2 separate regions of the Mus musculus genome follow, and region 1 is linked to region 2. The links are chromatin contacts, called in public HiChIP or PLAC-seq maps. All regions are on one chromosome and are shown on one strand. Each heading gives the region's core, a stretch centred on a gene start, on an enhancer-like site or on the middle of the called end of the contact. The rest is flanking DNA. Distances are from core to core; before and after follow the strand shown. Region 1 holds the start of 5330411J11Rik (RIKEN cDNA 5330411J11 gene). Region 2 holds the start of Gpd2 (glycerol phosphate dehydrogenase 2, mitochondrial).

The links. HiChIP or PLAC-seq counts read pairs in DNA pulled down with a chosen protein or histone mark.
Region 1: an H3K27ac HiChIP or PLAC-seq map of embryonic stem cells shows a contact between it and region 2, with 9 times the contacts expected there. The contact joins the promoter of 5330411J11Rik here to the promoter of Gpd2 in region 2. A contact is called at or near these places in 1 of 39 promoter capture datasets (embryonic stem cells) and 1 of 115 datasets of contacts at active chromatin or transcription factors (embryonic stem cells).

What each region holds. Positions count from the first base shown.
Region 1 is chr2:59,383,408-59,388,063 of GRCm38.p6, reverse strand. It overlaps 5330411J11Rik (RIKEN cDNA 5330411J11 gene), which reads left to right and starts at 1,382. Exons shown (of 3, transcript NR_040510.1): 1 at 1,382-1,440; 2 at 3,254-3,376; 3 at 4,110-4,656.
Region 2 is chr2:57,235,399-57,240,670 of GRCm38.p6, reverse strand. It overlaps Gpd2 (glycerol phosphate dehydrogenase 2, mitochondrial), which reads right to left and starts at 2,289. Exons shown (of 17, transcript NM_010274.3): 1 at 2,104-2,289.

The DNA of each region.
Region 1 (4,656 bases), core at 133-2,632, 2.1 Mb before region 2:
ACTGTCATCTGTCTGCCCACTTTGTCCACCTACTATGTGCCAGCTAGCTTCCTCGTCAGGAGCTTTACTATGTCAGTCAGAGTCCCTTTAGATTCCTGGTCTGACTCAATGAGCTAGGCTCAGCTGCTTCCTTGGTCTTCTTTAGCTGGGCTTTTTGCTCTTAGTCTGCCTTGTAATGTTTGGTTAGAAAGCTAGACACAAAGCACTAGGTAGAAAAGACATGAACTGTCTAATGAGATAGATGGGCAGGGGGCGGGGAGATAGGAGATATGGTTACTCTTAACCTCTTTCTGAGCCAATGCCTCTGGGCTTGACCTTCCCAAGCGCTTCTCAGTAACCTGCCTCCCCACACACTTTGGTGGGTCAGAACCTAGGGAAAGATCACCCTGTTAGATATCGCCTTTCTCCCTTGGCAGAGCTGGAGTTGACTGTTGGGGTCATCAGAGGTCCAAAGGGCTGTTCGTGATGGATATGGTCTTGCTGTTTCTTTAGGTCTCTGTTTCACGGGCCACGTGACAAACAAGTGGGCGGGGCGGTGGTGGCACACGCCTCTAATCCCAGCACTCGGGAGGCAGAGGCAGGTGGATTTCTGAGTGCGAGGCCAGCCTGGTCTACAGAGTGAGTTCCAGGTCAGCCAGGGCAACCTTGTCTCGAAAAACCAAAACCAAAACCAAAACCAACCAACCAAACAAACAAACAACCCAAGCGACTTGGATTCTTCCTCTGGACAGCTGCCACCAGGGGTTCTGAAGAGAAAACCTCTTGAAAGGGTAGGAAGACTTTGTAGAGCCTGAAGCCACTAGGCTCTTTCCCACCCCCACCCCCACCCCCACCCCCACCCCCAGGAAACTTGCTGCCATTCTGTTTTCCACGGGGGATAGACTTGGGAACAGGCTCCAGTCCCTTGCACACTCTTTCACTGTCGGGGAAGATATTTGCCGTGAGCTTCAAAGCAAGACAATCTCGCAAGAGAAGCAAATGAACAGCCTGTGCCATCTTGGGGGAAACATGCCTAGGGATGTTTTGACATGCTTAATCCTCCTGAGTTGCCGTGGCTCTTTCAACGGTACTTTAATTTGGTTTCCCTAAGAACACAGTCTTGCAGAAAATTTAATTTAGACAAAGATAATCTAGGTGCTAACTCTGAATACACTGTGCTCAGGAACAACATAGAGGCGAGGGGTAAGGCAGAGCTTCATACCCAGGTGGCTTCCTGGCTGGCGTTGTCAAATCTTATAAGTCAAGGTTTCCTTATCCCTAAATTAGGGAGAACATCAGCCACTTCCTTGGGCAAAGGCATATAAATGATGCAAGAAACTGCGGCAAGGCAGAGGATTAATTAAAGCTGCTAGCATCTAGTTTCTTTCCCTCCTATGGGGCTGTTTTTCTAACATGGAGATCCAAAGAGAGACAGGGGGAAAAGGAACAAGGAATTATACGGTGAGACATCCTTTCTCCTTCCCAGGTTCAATTCTTTATTGTCTGACAAGCCACCGCACAAGCTGTGCTGCAAAACCTCTTCTGATCCCTACCAGCCAAGGATTAAGTAGGTCATGTTAGGTATGCCTGGTCCCTGCTCCGTGATGTCCGAGCCACAAACTAGAAGGCTTGGAGGCTAAAGGTGAAGTTAACTGAAGGTTTCTCCATGCACACATTTTGAGCTTTGGGTTGCGATTGCTTGAACGAAGGGTAAGAGGCTTGTGGTCATTTCTCCCTTCCCGTGCTCTCAATGGTCCTTCCCTTGGTCTCTCTGACATGATGACCTCAGACTGTGTGAGCTCCTGCCACCATGCCCCTGTGAACTGAGCAGAAAGCCATTTGTGACCATGTGACTTCTCCTTTTGACAGAGGTCCTACAAGCTCACCCAGGTTCAAGGGATGGAAATACGGTGTTTACCTTTCAGTGGGAGGTCTACGTGAGTTGGTGGCCTTGATCTGAATTACAGCTACCACCGAGGTCATCATGGGGGCCTCATAGCTGTAATCTTAACACAGAGGAGGCAGGAGGGTGGCAAGTTTGAGGCCAGGCTTGGCTATATAACAAGAGCACACCTCAGAATAATGGCCACCAAGAAAAGAAAACATCACCACCAAGAAAACAACAGAATACTGCCTCTAAAAATCCTGCCTCAGGCACCATGGACTCTGGCAGACCCTGATATTCTAGTTTCATTCGAGTACTTTCTGAGGGGAAAGGGACTGTATAGGAGAAACTTGGGAGAGAAGGTCAAACCGTCTGGAATCTAAACTCACCAACAGAGAGCTGGAAGGGTAGGGCTCACCTCTGTTGCTCTTGCTTCCCTGAAGAGATGCTTTGGGGACTTAGGGGTCAGGAATGGACAGAATAGACAGTAGGTTTTGTATTTCAAAACATCCATTGTCACCACTCCTAGCCCAGAGGCCATTCCTTCCTAGGGTGTGGTGGGCTGAAAATTCACACATAACTTCAGAGGGATTTTTGGTTTGTTTGGTTTTGGTATAAGGTTTTCTTTTCTTTGTAACTATTTTGTTGTATTTGTGTAAGGTATTAGGATTTTTATAATTAGTGAGAGATCCTGAAATGAAATCATGTCATACTTGTAGATATTCCAGATCTGGCAATGGGTTTCCATAGGAACAAAAGGTAAAATCAGCAGGGGGGGGGAGGGGCACTTTCCTAGCCTGTGGCAGGAGGTCCTGGGGACCATCCCCCACGCTGTGGAAAGGAGAGAAGCAGGTATTGATTTTCAGTGCCGTAAGCCAAAGAAAACCTAGAGCCACTAAATTTGTTGGAGACAAGAAAGGGGCCTCTCTTAGGCCCTTAACAGGACTGTGGCCTGGTGGCACTGCTGGGTTCTGAGGCTATAAGAGATAGATTTCCACCTCAATTCACCTAGCAGATTATGACTACCCTAGATTCCGATGCGCTGGGCACATGCAGGAACTTCCTTGACAGGAGCTTCAAGCCCACACAAGCATTAGAGGAAAAGATGGTCACTGTGGCCAGGTCACCAATGCTTTTTGGGGCCTGATAATTTTTTTTCCTGGCATGTAGGATGGTCAACCATATCCCTGGGATCTTCTTTCTAGATGCCAGGACCCCACCACCCCAGGTGTCACCCTAAAACTCTCTCTGGCTTTGTCAGATGTCCTCCAGGGAAGCAAAACAGCTCCCAGGTGGAGAGCCACCGGCAGAGATAGACAAGCGGTGACCATGGAGACAACTGGCCTGAAGAACTGGAAAGAGGAAAACAATTACGTTTCTGCCTTTCAGGTTGCTGGCAGCCTGGCAGGATGGTAATGGGCTGATGTGATAGCACATTTGTCTGCTCTTCTGCTGATTGATTCCTCCCTGGGCTCGGACACATCCTATAGCTCATCTCCAGAAGGACCACAGGCCAGTTCAGAGGGAGAGAGTGAGCAGCCAGGGAAAGGGTAACAAGCGGGTTGCAGAAGCCAGAGTCCTTTTGCAGAGGCACCTGCAAGGCCTGGGCTAGGGGCACTTTAGAATTCAATTCCTGGGACTGTGGCTTCTGGGGCTGGGTCAGGGAGTCTACTACCACGGGCCTGATCTGGCTCTTGAGAATCCCTGCAGCAGGCAGAGACAGGAGCAGAGGAAGATGGGAGAGGAGAGCTGAGCACAGGTTTAGCTCATAGCGCTTATAGGGAAGGCAGTGCTCTTAAAATAGGTTCAAAGCACCCACTGTTGTGCTTTGTGTCTTCTGTACAAAGCAGGAGGAGGGAGGATCTCGGAGGACCCATGCCAAGCTGTCCCTCTACATAATCAAGCCATGCGACAGACCTAGTCTGAAGACGATTTAACAAAAGGGGTAGAGACAGAGAAGGGATGGGGGACAGAGAAGGACCAAAAGGGAGAAAGAAAAAAAAAAAAAAGGAAGAGGCTGGCCCGGGAACATGTGGGGACAGAGGGACAGAGTAAAGGGGAGAAAGAGAGAATAGGAAATAGTGTGGTAATGAGAGGCCTTCTTATAGGCCTGGCTGGTACCAGGCAGGCGGAGTCACAAGCTGTTGCTAGGTAGTTGTTGGGTGGAGCCTAGCGGAATTGTAAGTCAACACCCATGGTTTTCTTTCTCCCTGTAATTTTTCTTATTATTTTATTTTGTGTGCAGGTGTACAGAGGTCAGAGGACAATTTGCAGCAGTCAATTCCTTCTGGAACCACTCAGGTGGTCAGGCATTGTGACTGGTGCCTTTTTCTGAGCCCTCTCACTACCCCCTTACCTTTCATCCTGTAGAGTCAACTCATTCATTAGCTGTTCCGTGCAGCAGGCTCTTGTATTAGTAGCGACAGGAGTCAATGGCGTGTAGCTATTGGAAACCAGGAGGGAGCTCCGTGCCCACTGACGCTATGGCTATGGCATTTATAGAAGAACCCCAAGAAGAAAGAAGTGAGAAACATGGACCAAGCTAACAGAACTGCTTGATTTTTTTCTGTGTCTTTGGTTCTTTGAAGATGTACATCTGTGACTGTAGGGCCTGACGGCGCGACTCCGCCCTACCTCACCGTCCGGCAGTGGCAAGTGTTCCTCAGCCATTCCTCAGGGTTCTGGTGGCCCATCGACAGTGAAGAGCATCTCACGCTAGACTTTACAGTTCTGGATTCAGTGCCGAAGCCATGGCATCGCACACACATATACATGCGCACTTGTAGCCTCCT
Region 2 (5,272 bases), core at 1,040-3,539:
AACAAAACAAAACAAAAAAAAAAAAAAACCCCAAACCTAAATCACCTGTCTAGCTGTATGCTTTTTCCCAAAATTTGCTTTTCCAATGCAAAAGAAAAATAAGAGGAAGGACACTAACATTTAGAGTTTCTTGCCTCTAGGACATATTACTAGTGATTGTAGACCTGGTATATATATGTGTGTGTGTGTATACGTATATGTGTGTGTGTGTGTGTGTGTGTGTGTGTGTGTGTGTGTGTGTGTACATATACATATACCATTACCCATATTTTGTCTATGAGACTTAGTAAATTTGAACATGTTCTCTAAGGCCAAAACTTTCTGTTTCTTAGACTCAGATACATTGTTTCAGGTTAGTCACTGCCGGAGAAAGCATTTGTGGAAGACTATTGCAAACCAAGCCACCACTCCTGGTGCTAGAGATCTGAAAGTGTGTAAGACACACCCAACCCCAGTAAAAACGTACATCCTGGCCTGGAGAGATGGCTCAGGGGTTAAGAGCACTGGCGGCCCTTCTGAAAGTCCTGAGTTCAAATCCCAGCAAGCACAGGATGGCTCACAACCATCAGTAATGAGATCTGACACCCTCTTCCGGTGTGCCTGAAGACAGCTACAGTGTACTTAGATATAACAACAAATAAATCTTTGGGCCGGAGCAAGTGGGGCCAGAGCAAGCAGAGGTCCCAAGTTCAATTCCTAACAACCACATGATGGCTCACAAGCATCTGTACAAGTACAGTGTACTCATATACATAAAATAAATCTTAAAAAAAAAAAAAAAACTTACATCCTGACTATGGACAGGATAATGTAAGAATTCTATCAGTATGTCAACATCATTCATCTCATTCATCCACAGTGACAATCAACTCTTTTTTGACTGTCTATAAGAAGCATTAGTTATAAGACTCAGCAGTGGGGTGTGACATCCACTGAGAACTGCTAACTCTGTGCCCTTTTCATTAACAGTGAGGCATGCAACTGCCTTCCCATGGTTCCTAGAATGACTTATTTATAAGGTGACTATGTGACTAATGCTCTCAGAAAGCAGAGTTCTAACAGTTTTGTCTCTCATCCCAAATTCTTTCCCATTGTTCACTGAGGTGAAGGGTTAGGTTGCTAAAATGAAGGAAGTGTGGTCGTTTGACTAATGTCTCTATGAGAAACAGGGGGAGGTTTCAACACTCATCATTAAGGCCCCAGAGACAGCACATGCTATCCACTGGGCAATGGCATCCAGGCCCCATATGCTAACCAACAGCTCCCAAGAAGCCCCATGGTCCCAGAGAGGCCATCACCAGCACTTTCCACGTTCAAAAAGAGAAATTCCAAGACTCTCAAACTTTGAAATACATGCAAGATACAAAGTTTTGTTTTAAGCAAACAGGGCAACTTCCTTCTCTCACCTACTCACACAAATTGACAAATGTAACTTTTGGCTGTTTCTGTAGCAACCCCTGGGATATTTACTTCTTGTAACACTTAGATGCCCCTGTCATTGAACTTTTGTAAGAACTTGTGTTGCTTGAGGAAGGCTGTTTCAGGAGTACGTATATCTTCCTAAGGGATAAAGGACGGTCTAGGGACCATCACCTGCTAAAAGCCTTCCTAAAGCTGCAGCACTCAGCAAACTTTCTTTGGCAAGACACAGTTGCTTTGCGGAGAGAGGAGGCTGTTGCCGGTGTACACTTTGCATTTCCTCCTGGGCCAGTCACACCCCGGCAACTGAGTTTCTCAAAGAAAGCCTCCTCCCCCTTGCAGAAGGGTCTTCCCCGCCTCACCTCAGAAGGAAACAGCAAGCCTCCGCATCAGACAAGCCACTTTCACAAGTTAAAACTTTGCATAAAGTTTCATTGATGTGGGAACGCCCTGCCTCCAGCTAGGTAAAGCGTATCTCAAACGTATTCCAGTCTCGCCTAACCCTGAATGAGAATTGTGCTCCTCCTCCGTTGGTGGGAACAAATTCACAGTCTCGCCCCAGTTTCCCGCCACCACCACCTCCACCTCCGCCACACCGCAGTCCCACCGAGTCACACAAGTCAGAGAGGGACCACTTCCTCCTAGAAGCCGAGGCAGAGGACCAGGTCGCCAGGACGCACACACCTGAGATCGGTCGTCACGCGCAAGGGGTCGGCGAGCAAGGGAGTCAGGATCCTCCAGCCAGAACGGAGTCGGCCTCACCGAGAACCAGAGTGGCCCTGAGCTCGCGGCGAGCGCGCCGGGATGTCACCGGGTCAGGCGGGGCCACCGTAACCCGACCCGCCCGCCGACGCCCCTCCCGGCCACTTCCTCCTCCCCTCGTGCGCCTCCGCCTCCCCGGGGGATGATCCGGCAACTCAGCCACCGCCTTCGCCGCGACACCGCGGCCCGGGCGACTCTGCCCGGCAGGGAAATGCGGAAGTGCAGCCGGTGGGAAAGGGCGGCTGCAGACCCGGCGCTCTGGGTCTCGCAGGGACGTGGGCTGGCCATGCCCGAGGTTATCGATCCTGCCCTGAGCCCCGGCGGAGCACGACTCCATACCCTGCCACTCCTTGCTAGCTGGAGGAAAGAAGAGAGGGCTGAGCTAGGCCGGGGAAGCCGCTGTGGTGTTGGGTTTCTGTCCCTCCCCACGCGGGCCACTCCTGCCATCTGCCCTAGGGGGAGGACGTTTCCCCCGCCTGCTGCCTACCGGGGTTGCCTTACCTGATCACCCGTCGCGCGCCCTTAGATCCGGCGTCCCCTCCTCCGCGCCTCCCAGCCGCCAGGCTTCCCTGGGCCTAGAAAGGCGTCTAGGAGTCGGGGGACTCTAGGGACTCGGCCTGCAGCTCTCGGCCCAGATACCCCAGCGTGTTCTGTGGGCGCTCCAGGCCTGTGGACCCCGGGCCTGAATGTTAGCACCGGGACCCGCTGAGAAGAACAAGCCAAATCAGCAAGGGTGGGATGCTGAGCGCTGGCCCAGCGGGCCGGGCCTCGTACAGGTGGGGGGAGGCGGAGAACCCTGGCTGCGGAGCCACAGGCTTCCCACTTGCACCCCCTCCCAACCCGACCCTGCCCACTGAGCATGCCCAGCTCACTTGTTGCAACTAAAAGGGTTAAGCAAAACCAAGGGTACCCAAGGAGGGCTCAGTTCGGGTTCCGAAAGACCCCACTTTAAATCCTGAGATTATGGTGTTGAAAAGTAGGCAGGGACTGATCCGAAAAGCTCCTCGTGCCAAATTAGTTTGAAGGAAATTGTAGCAGTGTTTAGTAATCAATTGCTAAGTCACATACATAGTATTCTTAAACCCTGTAGAAATGCCTATAGTTTGGGGTCACAAACTCACAGTAACTTATGGCAAACAAACCCTCTGTAAAGGCAAAAGAACTTGTTCCTGGCCTTGGACACGCTAAATTTACGAACTAAGCTTCTGTCGCTGTACCACTGAAAGGGTTTGGAAATAAGCCAGGGAATCTTTAGCGTTTAAAATGTGCCTTTCACAGTACAGCTATGGTGCCTGGTACAGCATCACCTGAGAACTTGGCAGAAATGCAAACAATCTGAGCTAGTGGCTACCTGAGTCCCAAACATCCGAGTTCCAGCTCCAGACCTAACCAAGCATTACAGAGGTCCAGATTCACACTAAGGGTTGAGAGCTGATGTTCAATAGCTCGGTCCTAAAGGATTCTAGTTTGAGAGCCCTAGAAGTAAGCCACTGACTTTCGGTTTTCCTGTTTTTCAGATCTCAAATATTTACTTAGAAGTTCAATGCGTTTCTCTGCAAAGAAGTAGGTCGAAATCAGGGTCCATGCTGACTTCCCACTAATTCACCTAAAAGACTGCAGTTCCTGGAAATGAAACCATTCCGCCATTGACTTTCGCATCCTAGTGCCTATAAAAGATGTTTAAATGTTCGTTGGCTTTAAGTGGATGCTTAAGTGAACAGTGTGTTTCTGGCCCAACTATGTCAAGTCTTTCTTCACTAAGTACTCCACCCATGAAGGATTCAGCTCTCATCAGAAACCCATGAGCACCCATCAGACCTCGGCATAACTTAGACGACAGAGGAGAAAAATCGGAAGCCCTGGGCAGCATTGCACTTGACAAATATGGGCCTCAAAACAAACAAAAAAGATCAGAACAGGAAGCATCCAATAGGATTCATGAAGAGCCCTAAAGGAAAAAGATGCGACAATGTGGGAAAAGGGTAAAGAGCCAGGAAGCAGCCCCAAACAATCCATGTGTTTCTTTTGAGTCCTCTCTGTCAAAACCACTGCATTTTGGCATTGTTCCTGTGTATATCACATTTCATCCCCACCACTGCTGAATAAAAGGAGCAAAATTAGAGAGGAAAATGCTCTACAGCAGATATATTCATGAATTAAAACTACTGCTTGCTTCCAACTGCTCAGATCACAACTAACTTAGAACATGTTTGTTTGTTTGTTTGTTTTAAAAAATAAAATAAAACAGCACATCTTTAATCCCAGCTGCTTGGAGATAGAGAATGGCCATGAACTTGACATCAGTGTGGCCCACATAGCAAATTCCAGGACAGCCAGAGCTACAGTGAGGCCTATCTGAAGCAGGTGGGGGGGACAGACTCATTTTTTCAGTGAACAACAGATAATTTTAAAATGTAAAGGTTTAAGGTAAGTACTTTAAAATATCACAGAGACTTATAAAATCTCTTCACCTACTCCATTCATGTCTGGTTTGTTTTTAGAGACTGGGTCTCTAAACTCACTCTGTAGACCTAGAACTAACCCTTTAGACCGGGCTGGCCTTGAACTCACAGAGATCTTACTGGCCTCTGCCTCTGGTGCACTGAGAGGAAAGGCATGTGCCACCCCCACACCTGGCTCCATCAAGGGGCAGAAAATAGATGAAGCCATATCCCCTCCTAGTCTAATGTGTAAAGCTTTGAGCTGTTTTTAAGACTGCTGTTTACGAGTGCCTGATTTGGCCTCTGTTCAACCTTCTTATCTCTGTCCAGGTGTCTCGATTTTATTATACTAAAAACTCCACTGAAAGAATTTGTTTGAGGACTGAAATAATTAAACTGAATACAGCTTCCCAATTGCTTAAACAAATTCTTACCATAACAAAAATAACTTCATCGCGGGTGAGAGGATACTCATTAGTTTAGGAACTGCTCTTTGGAATCTACGAACAACATTTTCATTTAAAAAAAAAAATAAGAGGCTGGAAATATGGCTCAGTGATTAAGAATACTTGCTACTTTTCCAGAGGACCATGGTTCAATTCCCAGCATCCACATGGTAGCTCGCAGCCCTCAGCAACCCCAGCTCCAAG